2 separate regions of the Bombyx mori genome follow, and region 2 is linked to region 1. Evidence: chromatin contacts called from public Hi-C data. All regions are on one chromosome and are shown on one strand. Each heading gives the region's core, a stretch centred on a gene start, on an enhancer-like site or on the middle of the called end of the contact. The rest is flanking DNA. Distances are from core to core; before and after follow the strand shown.

Region 1 (4,355 bases), core at 772-3,271:
GCCAAAAACTTGACGACGAATTGAAAAAGTATCGTAACGATGCGAATTCTTCTCTAAAACTAGAGAACGTCGTAGTTCCTGGCACAAACACTGTTTTGGTCTGCGACATGTCAACAGGGCGACCACGCCCATTTGTATCGGAACCTATGCGAAAGAAGATTTTTGCTCAGCTACATAATCTTAGCCATCCTGGTACTAGATCAACCATTCGATTGATCTCAGACCGTTTCGTGTGGCCTGGCATTGCCAAAGATTGCCGTTATTGGTGCCAAACCTGCGTTGCTTGCCAGCGAAGTAAGGTGACGCGGCATATAAAATCTCCACTTGGACACTTCTCCAGTCCTACGTCTCGACTGAAGCATGTCCATATTGACATCATAGGCCCTCTTCCATCTTGTTCTGACTTCCAATACTGCCTGACTGCTGTGGATCGCTACACTCGATGGCCCGAAGTTTGGCCTATGCACGGAATAACAGCAGAAGAAGTGGCGAGCACCTTTGTAGCCGGTTGGATTGCTCGATTCGGAGTACCTGCTGTCATCACTACCGACCAGGGACGACAGTTCGAGTCGGACCTTTTCAGACGCCTTACTAATTTATGTGGTACTAAACGTATACGCACTACTAGTTACCACCCTTGTGCCAATGGGCTCGTGGAGCGCATGCATAGACAATTAAAGGCCTCTCTGATGTGTTATGATGATTCGTGGTTGAATGCATTACCTTTGGTCTTATTAGGAATGCGTTCGGCTTTTAAAGAAGATCTACAAGCAACAGTAGCGGAATTGCTTTACGGAGAAACATTAACGCTTCCAGGGGAACTGTTAGTACCTCCCGGTCCTTCTGGCTTCGAGGACCCGACGGATTTTGTCGTAAAGTTAAGACAGCGTATGTCTAAATTGCGTCCCACTCCATGTTCCTCACACACTAAACCATCACCTTTCATATTTAAAAATCTTTCCACCGCCTCTCATGTAATGCTCAGGGAGGATTCGGTTAGACGTTCAATGCAACCACCTTACTCTGGTCCTCATAGAGTTATATCTAGAGCCGAGGACGGAAAAACGTGGTCGATTGATGTAAAAGGGAAACAGGTGACAGTCAGTGTCGACAGAATTAAGCCAGCTTTCGTCGAGCATTCTTTAGTAGATCTCGTTCCAGCATCAGCACCGCGGGTTTCTGTGCCTCAACCAGCGCAACCGGATGCTACTAATGTCCCTTCATGTCCACTCGTGCCTTCGGCACCTCTAACTGCTACTCCTACACATACACCTCAATATACCACCCGGTCAGGTCGCAGAGTCCACTTCTCCAAACCTTTCGACCTATGATAATTTTTCTCTTTTTCTGCGGATTCTCCTTCTCCGTAGGGGGGTGGTGTGGCGTTTTATTATGCGTAATCCGGAACGCACGAGATGTGGGAGACAGAATATAGTCTGTGCCACCATACCTTTTGACCGCCAAATATGAAAAACATAAAAATAATTTATAATGAGTTAAATAACTAATTTAATGTAATTACTTTATGCCGCTACAACAATAAAATTTATATTGTTCCAACTGTGGTGTTAATTACATAAAACACGACCAGGCGAAATAAAGAAGGGACTCTATATGCACTCCCTCAATCGGTTTGAATTGTACAAAATGTACTCTGAATGAAAATCAGCGCACGTAAGAACATGATAGTCTCGAGAGGGGCAACTGTCGCTTTCATCTATAAAATTCTGGGTTTTATAAATTTAAATTTACTTTAAAATCACATTTATTTAAATTTATGCTTGATTTAATAACTGAAATGTTTTTTGTTTAAGATAGAAAAATAGTTTAAACAACTTCAGTTTCAAAAACAATTTCGTTACACACTATATTAAGTGACACCAAAGTGACAAAAAATTGTAATCATTCAAGACTAACATCATACCACTAAGACCTAAGATACATTAAGACAATTTTTACTTTTTTATTGGCAAGAAAATCAACATACGTCAGAAAAGTGTGACTTTCCGACTATAGCAATCTGGCAACATTTTATTCAGTGATGGCCGATGTTTCAAGTTGTGCGGAGTGAATAAAGCTTTGCCAAATTTGTGTTAATTCACAAATTTAGTTAAATTCGTTACCTTTGAAGTGTTGAATAATTATCATTGAAACATTATATTCAAATTTGTGAATTTATTGGTGACTAAATTGTAAGTGTTGTTCGATGTAGAATGTTTGTTGTGTCGCTGTAATAGGATCGGTGTAAAATAAAATATTGGATTACTGATCAGGGTTTAATTGATCGTTCTGAATTATCGGTAAGTACATAAACTACTTTTTCATAGTCACATTAGTTTTATCGGACGAAAATCACCGGTATTTGATGCCACGAAAGCTGAACGTTACTGCAAAACTACCTGTACAGAGATAACGGCAAATACTGTAGATTGCGATGAATTTTGATAACGTTTAGCGCCTCACGAACAAAATTATGTTATCATAGTTTTATAATAAAATTCATTTTACACTATTGACATTAACACTGGAGTTACTAATCTCAATGTCTAAGAATGTTCCATGCTCTATTTCCCACTGAAAAGTTTGATATAAATTGAGAAACCGTAGTGAGAGGTATTTACGTACTCGCTACCTCACATTCCATTACAGTTCTGATGAATAAAAATTCCATAGTGGAATATTCTAACAGTTATACAACAAATGCACTTAATTTTCTTTTTTTTATATTCAAAAAAGCATTGTTATTTTTAAACAGAAATAACTTTAGGTTTAATACTAAAACTATAATAGTGTATGTCTAGAGTTCTTATTGGAAAATATTAGACATATCAATGTTAATGGGCTTTATTAATTTCCACCAGGAAAGACAATTGTACTCATTGAATTTCTAAATAATCAATCTGGGTCTTTATTCAAAATTATATGAATATGAATAGTGCTAACCATATTGAAATATAACATTACAGTCTCATTGATATTGCACACAGGAACTCTCTCCTGAGTAAACTGAAATGCATTATTTCTTCCCAGAACAAATAGGTAGTATGATGTTATCCATCTGCAGGCTACCAACACAACAACACATAATTCAGTTGAATAAAAAAAGTTGAGAATACTGATCCTAAGGATTAAAGAAAATGTACTGGTACTAGTACATTACTGCAGGTGGCCAGTGTCACTTACCTGTGTTCTTTGAGTAGTAATTATAAGATCTTAAGAACTCTTAAGTTGATTGCTTACTTAAAAATGATTGCCCTTGGCTGTGAAAAACTATAGATTTTTTGTTATCTCAGGATTCCCAGATAAAGTCGATAAATAAACTTTAATAGTTAAAAAAATGAAGTCAAACAATCAATACCTCTAAGTACTGAATTAATAAAATAAAAAATATTATAATAAAAAAAGACTACATATCGTTTTTGTGATTGTTTCCAATAAATATAAAATTTTGGTTTGCAGATTAATTGTTTTGTAAATAAAACCATACTTTTTATTTATTAAGTGCTAGTTGCAGTTAGTTGCAGTTGAAGTAATACAACTTATGCATTATCATAACTACATATACCATCTCATATTTGTAAAATAAATGTGAAATTATTCAAGTGTGATAAAAATGATCCCTGGTGAGCATACTGTTATGTCCATTTCTAAATGAATGTGCATAATAATTTAAATATACTGCTATTTTTTACCAGTACGAGATCAACCCTATGGAAAGTAAAATTAGTACCTTGTAAGCAGTGGCAAGAAAAAATAACTGTTAGTAACATTTAATCAACAGCCTTATTTTAGAGGAAGGCAACAGATTAGCTGTGCTCCCGGTATTGCTGACTGCCATTAGCGACGGTGACTATTCATCATCAGGTGGGCCATATGCCCGTCTGCCAACCTAGAAAATAAATAAAAAAAGCATAAAATTGTTAAGAAATTGTAAAAAGATATTTAAGTGTAATTTTAGTAATTTTAGCTAATAAAAGTGTTGAATATGTGAATTATTCAACCCAACACATATAGGACATAAGAATATGTAACCTACTTAACAAAAGTTTAAAATTCCAGAAATATGTGGGAATCCTATTGATAATGGATATACAAAGGGAAATAAAAAAAAATCTTATCACATGTTGCAAAGAGCTCAACGCAACATTACTTAAGTAGCAACCTTGTAACCATCTGGATGTTAATTCTCTGTAATGTTTGCATATTAATTTGTGTGTTTAGCCAAGCATTAGTTACGGTTTGGAAAAGTTTAAGGAAACATGACTGAGTAGAGTATACCAATAACATTAATTGCAACTAAAATTAAAGATAAACGTGTAACTTAAAATGTCTAAGTCGTTGATATTGTTTTTACT
Region 2 (4,355 bases), core at 615-3,114, 96 kb after region 1:
TCTGATCTGATTTGCTCTAGTTTCCTCCGTGTCGAGTGCATTTTACTAAATTGTTAATGCTTATAGTTAGGTAGTGCATTTGAGATACTATTATTAATACACTATCATTGAATACAGAACATGGTATATTAAAGGTAGTGATAGTTCTCGTTGTGTAGATTAGCGTATTTCTAGTCTCATAAATTTGCTCTGAATAATAAGGTAATCAAATTATAATTGGCTTCACAAACATATAAATTGAAAACATTTTTCAACAATCACAATCGTGGAGATAATAAAGAAAATCGATTTACGCCATTTCTCAAACAGAAAAACGTAATAAATAGTTCCAATGCATCAAGTTACACGTCAGTTAACGGAAGGTAGTTCGTAATTTTTGTATGAAATCACTACGATTGTCTAGGGTTCGTTTTCAGATATCACTTTTTCCTCTAGCTATAAAATGAACCCCCTTTGTAACTGTCGAAACGCAGTGATAGATCACTGTTCAAAGAAGGGCTAGAGAATAATCCGGAATGTAACCACTTAGTAGTAAAAAATCCCATGACACCACTTCCTATCGCGTGTACTATTAATCTATTATTATAGAATAAAAAAAATATAAAACAATCATACGAAATACTTAATACAAATACTCTATTTAAAACATTTATTACAAATATTTATTTTACAACTCAACAACTCAAACCGATTATACGAGTATAATAAAGCCTTCGTCAAACAGAACGCGTAATTAGCGCGCGTCAGAGCGCTAAACTGACGCCGCGCTACGACGCCGAGATGTGTTGTACTAATATAGTAACATACCGTCAAACGGAGCCCCAGCGCTATAAGTACGCAGCGCTATGTCGCGGCGTTAGGACGCTTTGACGTAAGGCGTTGTAATTTTTTACAAATTTTATTTTAGCGTCCGAGTGAATGTGTATTAAAATACTAGATAATGCCCGAAAAAATTATATAAATAGTTAGAAAATACCCATGCATATACATACAATGCCACATCTGAATCACTCGATTTCTTAATACTTTTAAATTTTCACACTGCTATCGAAAGGCACTATGATTTAGCGAATGCGTTGCGTCAAGAAGCGTTAGACTCATCTAGTCAATTTGAAGAGCGCGACGTTAAGTACGCGGCGCTAAGTACGCGTTCTGTTTGACGAAGGCTTTATATTACCGTTAAAATTGGTTTAACAACTACAGTCTACAAGAATTCATTTTTTACAAAAGCATGCCTTTCAAACGCCAAACTTTAGATACTTCTATTTAGATAGATTTTCATTCGTCGTTATCTAGGTGAATTGTTCAAATTCGTGCATTGATTTTGATAGAATTGGTTTCCTGTCACCTCGCGTAGGAAAACCCGTTAATGATTTAATTAAAAACACGATTAAAGAAGCATTAGGAATATATAATCAATTTAGTGGATAATATATAAATTAAGATACCTACGGTTTTAATAATCGTGAGAAATTCAAATTTCGTGCAGGCGTATTTCAATTTTAATAAACACATTTAATCGAATTAAATTTTATCGAAGGTTTTGAGTGCTAATTTAGATAAAGGATTATAAATAAAAACGAAACTATACGAAAAAAACTACACAAATAACATTTATAAATACGATTCGAAGATTATATGTATTAATAAAGAGAAAATCACTGTCAATGTCACGAAGATACGAAGCATCGTACATACATATGGCACTTATTCGTATGAGGCCAAAGGTATAGTTTCATGAACGTAATTCCGCAATAAGGACGAACCGGACACGCCAGGCTCGTTTTACGAAGTGTACTCGTTGCGGGCGTCAGCGGCGATAGGACGCGTGCTGTCGTCCGACTTGTGGACGCGTTGTCTGCGCGCCGTCCGCGTGGCTCCATCCCTAGCCGGCTCGTATCGCCCCACGGCGTTCTTCTATACCAACCCGCTAATGGTACGAAACGACACCGCCGACCGCACGCACACACCAGCTTAAATCAAACGTACGGGATCATTGTTGTTAATGTGTGCGTTGATGTGAACAATGTAGAGGCTAGGTAAGTACAGCGGTGGTCAGAGGCAATAGCACAAAACTCGCAAACGAACGTTAAGAATTGGAAACGCACGAAATGGTTTTGTGGAGGCACAAGAGTATACACCGTGGATGGATGGCGCGTTATATACAATAGTTGCAACACATAGCGAAATCACAGCACCCCTCCTCCGAGGTGTTCCACGGCAGTAAGGCGGTTGTGTGTAGTACTTACGGTGAATAGAATAGAATAGCGATCATTGAAAATACGCCATTGTGGAACCATAGTTCAAAAAACAGTTGGAACTTTGATAAAATTTGTTGAATGTATTTTAGAATAATACTTTACGTAACACGCGGATTCACTCGCGTTAAATTCAGAAAAAATGAAGGCACATTTTTTTTTCGGAATAAGGAGTTGCTTGTATTATTCTCGCCGGATCTTCTCAGTGGGTCACAATATCGATGGAGTGGTAGATTCTGCGAAGCACTGCTGGGGCTAGTGTTTGAAGATTTTCTCAGGTTGAGCCCGTGAGCTCATTTACCCGTCCGCGCATATCTGGAATAACTTCTTAGGTTACCAGCGAATAAGTAAAGAAAAAATCTCAAGCTTATTAAGTACCGGTCCAAGCACGTGCGTTGCCTGTATGCGATGGCAGATCAGTTCTGGATTGGAATTATCTAAAATCAGCTTGCAACGAGCGCGAAAAGGTTATCTTATTTTTTCATTCGGTATTCGCGACGCGAAGACACAATTAGGGCTACTGTTAGGGTTTCTTTTCGTCTTTTTTAGTCATATCGACGTTACGTTTTCAATTTTCATTTACATTTTTGTCGTTAAATCTATCGGACGGATAGCTTAGGAGAGAGATCCCGTGATGAATGATGAATAAAACTACTAAATAGAAAATTATTCGAAATTGCAATATTTACTTTGATTAAAACAAAATTTAATATTTTATGATTTTAAATTCAACCCTTTTAGTTAGGTATGTTAGTTCCTACGCATGATTAGTAGTCACAGATCCCTATTAGAATTCTTCTACCTATTAGAAATCTTCTCTTCATTTAGCTTACACTATTAACGTTCACTAGCTTTGGATGGACGTGTTGTGGATTGTTTCTAATTTATTATTATTTTTATTTGTTTTTTTTTTACATTATGTTGAGTTCGCATAAAACGAATCGAAAGTTTGGACGAACTAACGAGAATCGTACTGCAAGAAACTAAACTTTAAATAAATTGAGTGAACAGTCCAAAGTTTCGTTTCGTTAATACCTGTGACCGCTTGTGATCGGGTGTGTCGGTGACTCAGGAGTACACCGAGGAGTTCCGGGACATCGCCAAGGGCAAGTCCAAGGAGAGCCTGCCCACCGGACCGATTACGTTGCTCAATCAGCGGCCAGTCAGCGAGGATGTACGTTTCACACACGCTACGTCGCTAACACGTCGCATAAGCATGTTAACGAAATCGCGACTAACTAACTGCCATCGAATGTACCGACTGACTGATAAACAGTGAACACCTCTTGTATAAACCTCTTGTGATTACTGGTGGTAGGACCTCTTGTGAGTCCGCACGGGTAGGTACCACCGCCCCGCCTATTTCTGAAGCAGTAAATGCGTTTCGGTTTGAAGGGCGGGGCAGCCGTTGTAACTGAGAAATTAGAACTTATATCTCAAGGTGGGTGGCGCATTTACTTAACATCAGCTGGGCTTGAGCCCGTCCACCCATCTAAGCAATAAAAAAATAATTACACTATACTGTGTCAATAAAGAGGGATCTATAAAAAATGGCAACACCAGATTTTAATATTCTATTCGCCGAACTGGCAACACTAGATATAGTGTCAACACAAAATCCCACAAATACACGTGCTTATGCGTCGTCGTCGGTGCACAGTCCTAATCCTAAAACGTTTGAGCGCAGTTTGTATTTAATAAAAAAATAATATTAAAAAATAAAATTTTAATATTAAATACAAACTGCGATCAAACATAATATGTAGGATTTAAATGAGAATGAATATATGAGTTAACTAATATCGGTTGATAGTTCTCCTTAATATAATTTTCTAAAGCATGTTGTTGAAAGAATCGGGTCTAGTTTCCTGTAGTCGTAGTCTATTGGTGTTGAGGTCATTCTCATTTCGATCTTCTTTAGAAATAAGCTTTTTTTATTTATTTATTTTCATAATAAAATATATTTTGTCTTAATAGATGTTGCATGATGGATGTTGCTTTGAATAGAAAGCATTTGGCATGTCATCCCCTGACAGCAGATATGTGTATTAGTTATTTATTTTTTATAATATTTATGTAATTATTTTATTAAATCTC

What was found. Hi-C and Micro-C count contacts between places; a contact is called where the count stands out from the background.
Region 2: a contact with region 1 is called in a Hi-C map of midgut, with 2.6 times the contacts expected there. The contact joins the enhancer-like site here to the promoter of LOC101742433 in region 1. A contact is called at or near these places in 3 of 7 Hi-C or Micro-C datasets (midgut and whole pupa).

What each region holds. Positions count from the first base shown.
Region 1 is chr14:6,712,180-6,716,534 of ASM3026992v2, forward strand. LOC101742433 (protein kinase C and casein kinase substrate in neurons protein 1) reads left to right here and starts at 2,022. Exons shown (of 12, transcript XM_004922611.5): 1 at 2,022-2,300.
Region 2 is chr14:6,808,752-6,813,106 of ASM3026992v2, forward strand. It overlaps LOC101742433 (protein kinase C and casein kinase substrate in neurons protein 1), which reads left to right. Exons shown (of 12, transcript XM_004922611.5): 9 at 3,331-3,432. Among protein-coding and RNA genes, the nearest start is that of LOC119629458, 18 kb to the right of the region's middle. Within about 2 kb of position 1,865, at least 6 of the 8 cell types and tissues checked have open chromatin away from gene starts, as enhancers often do.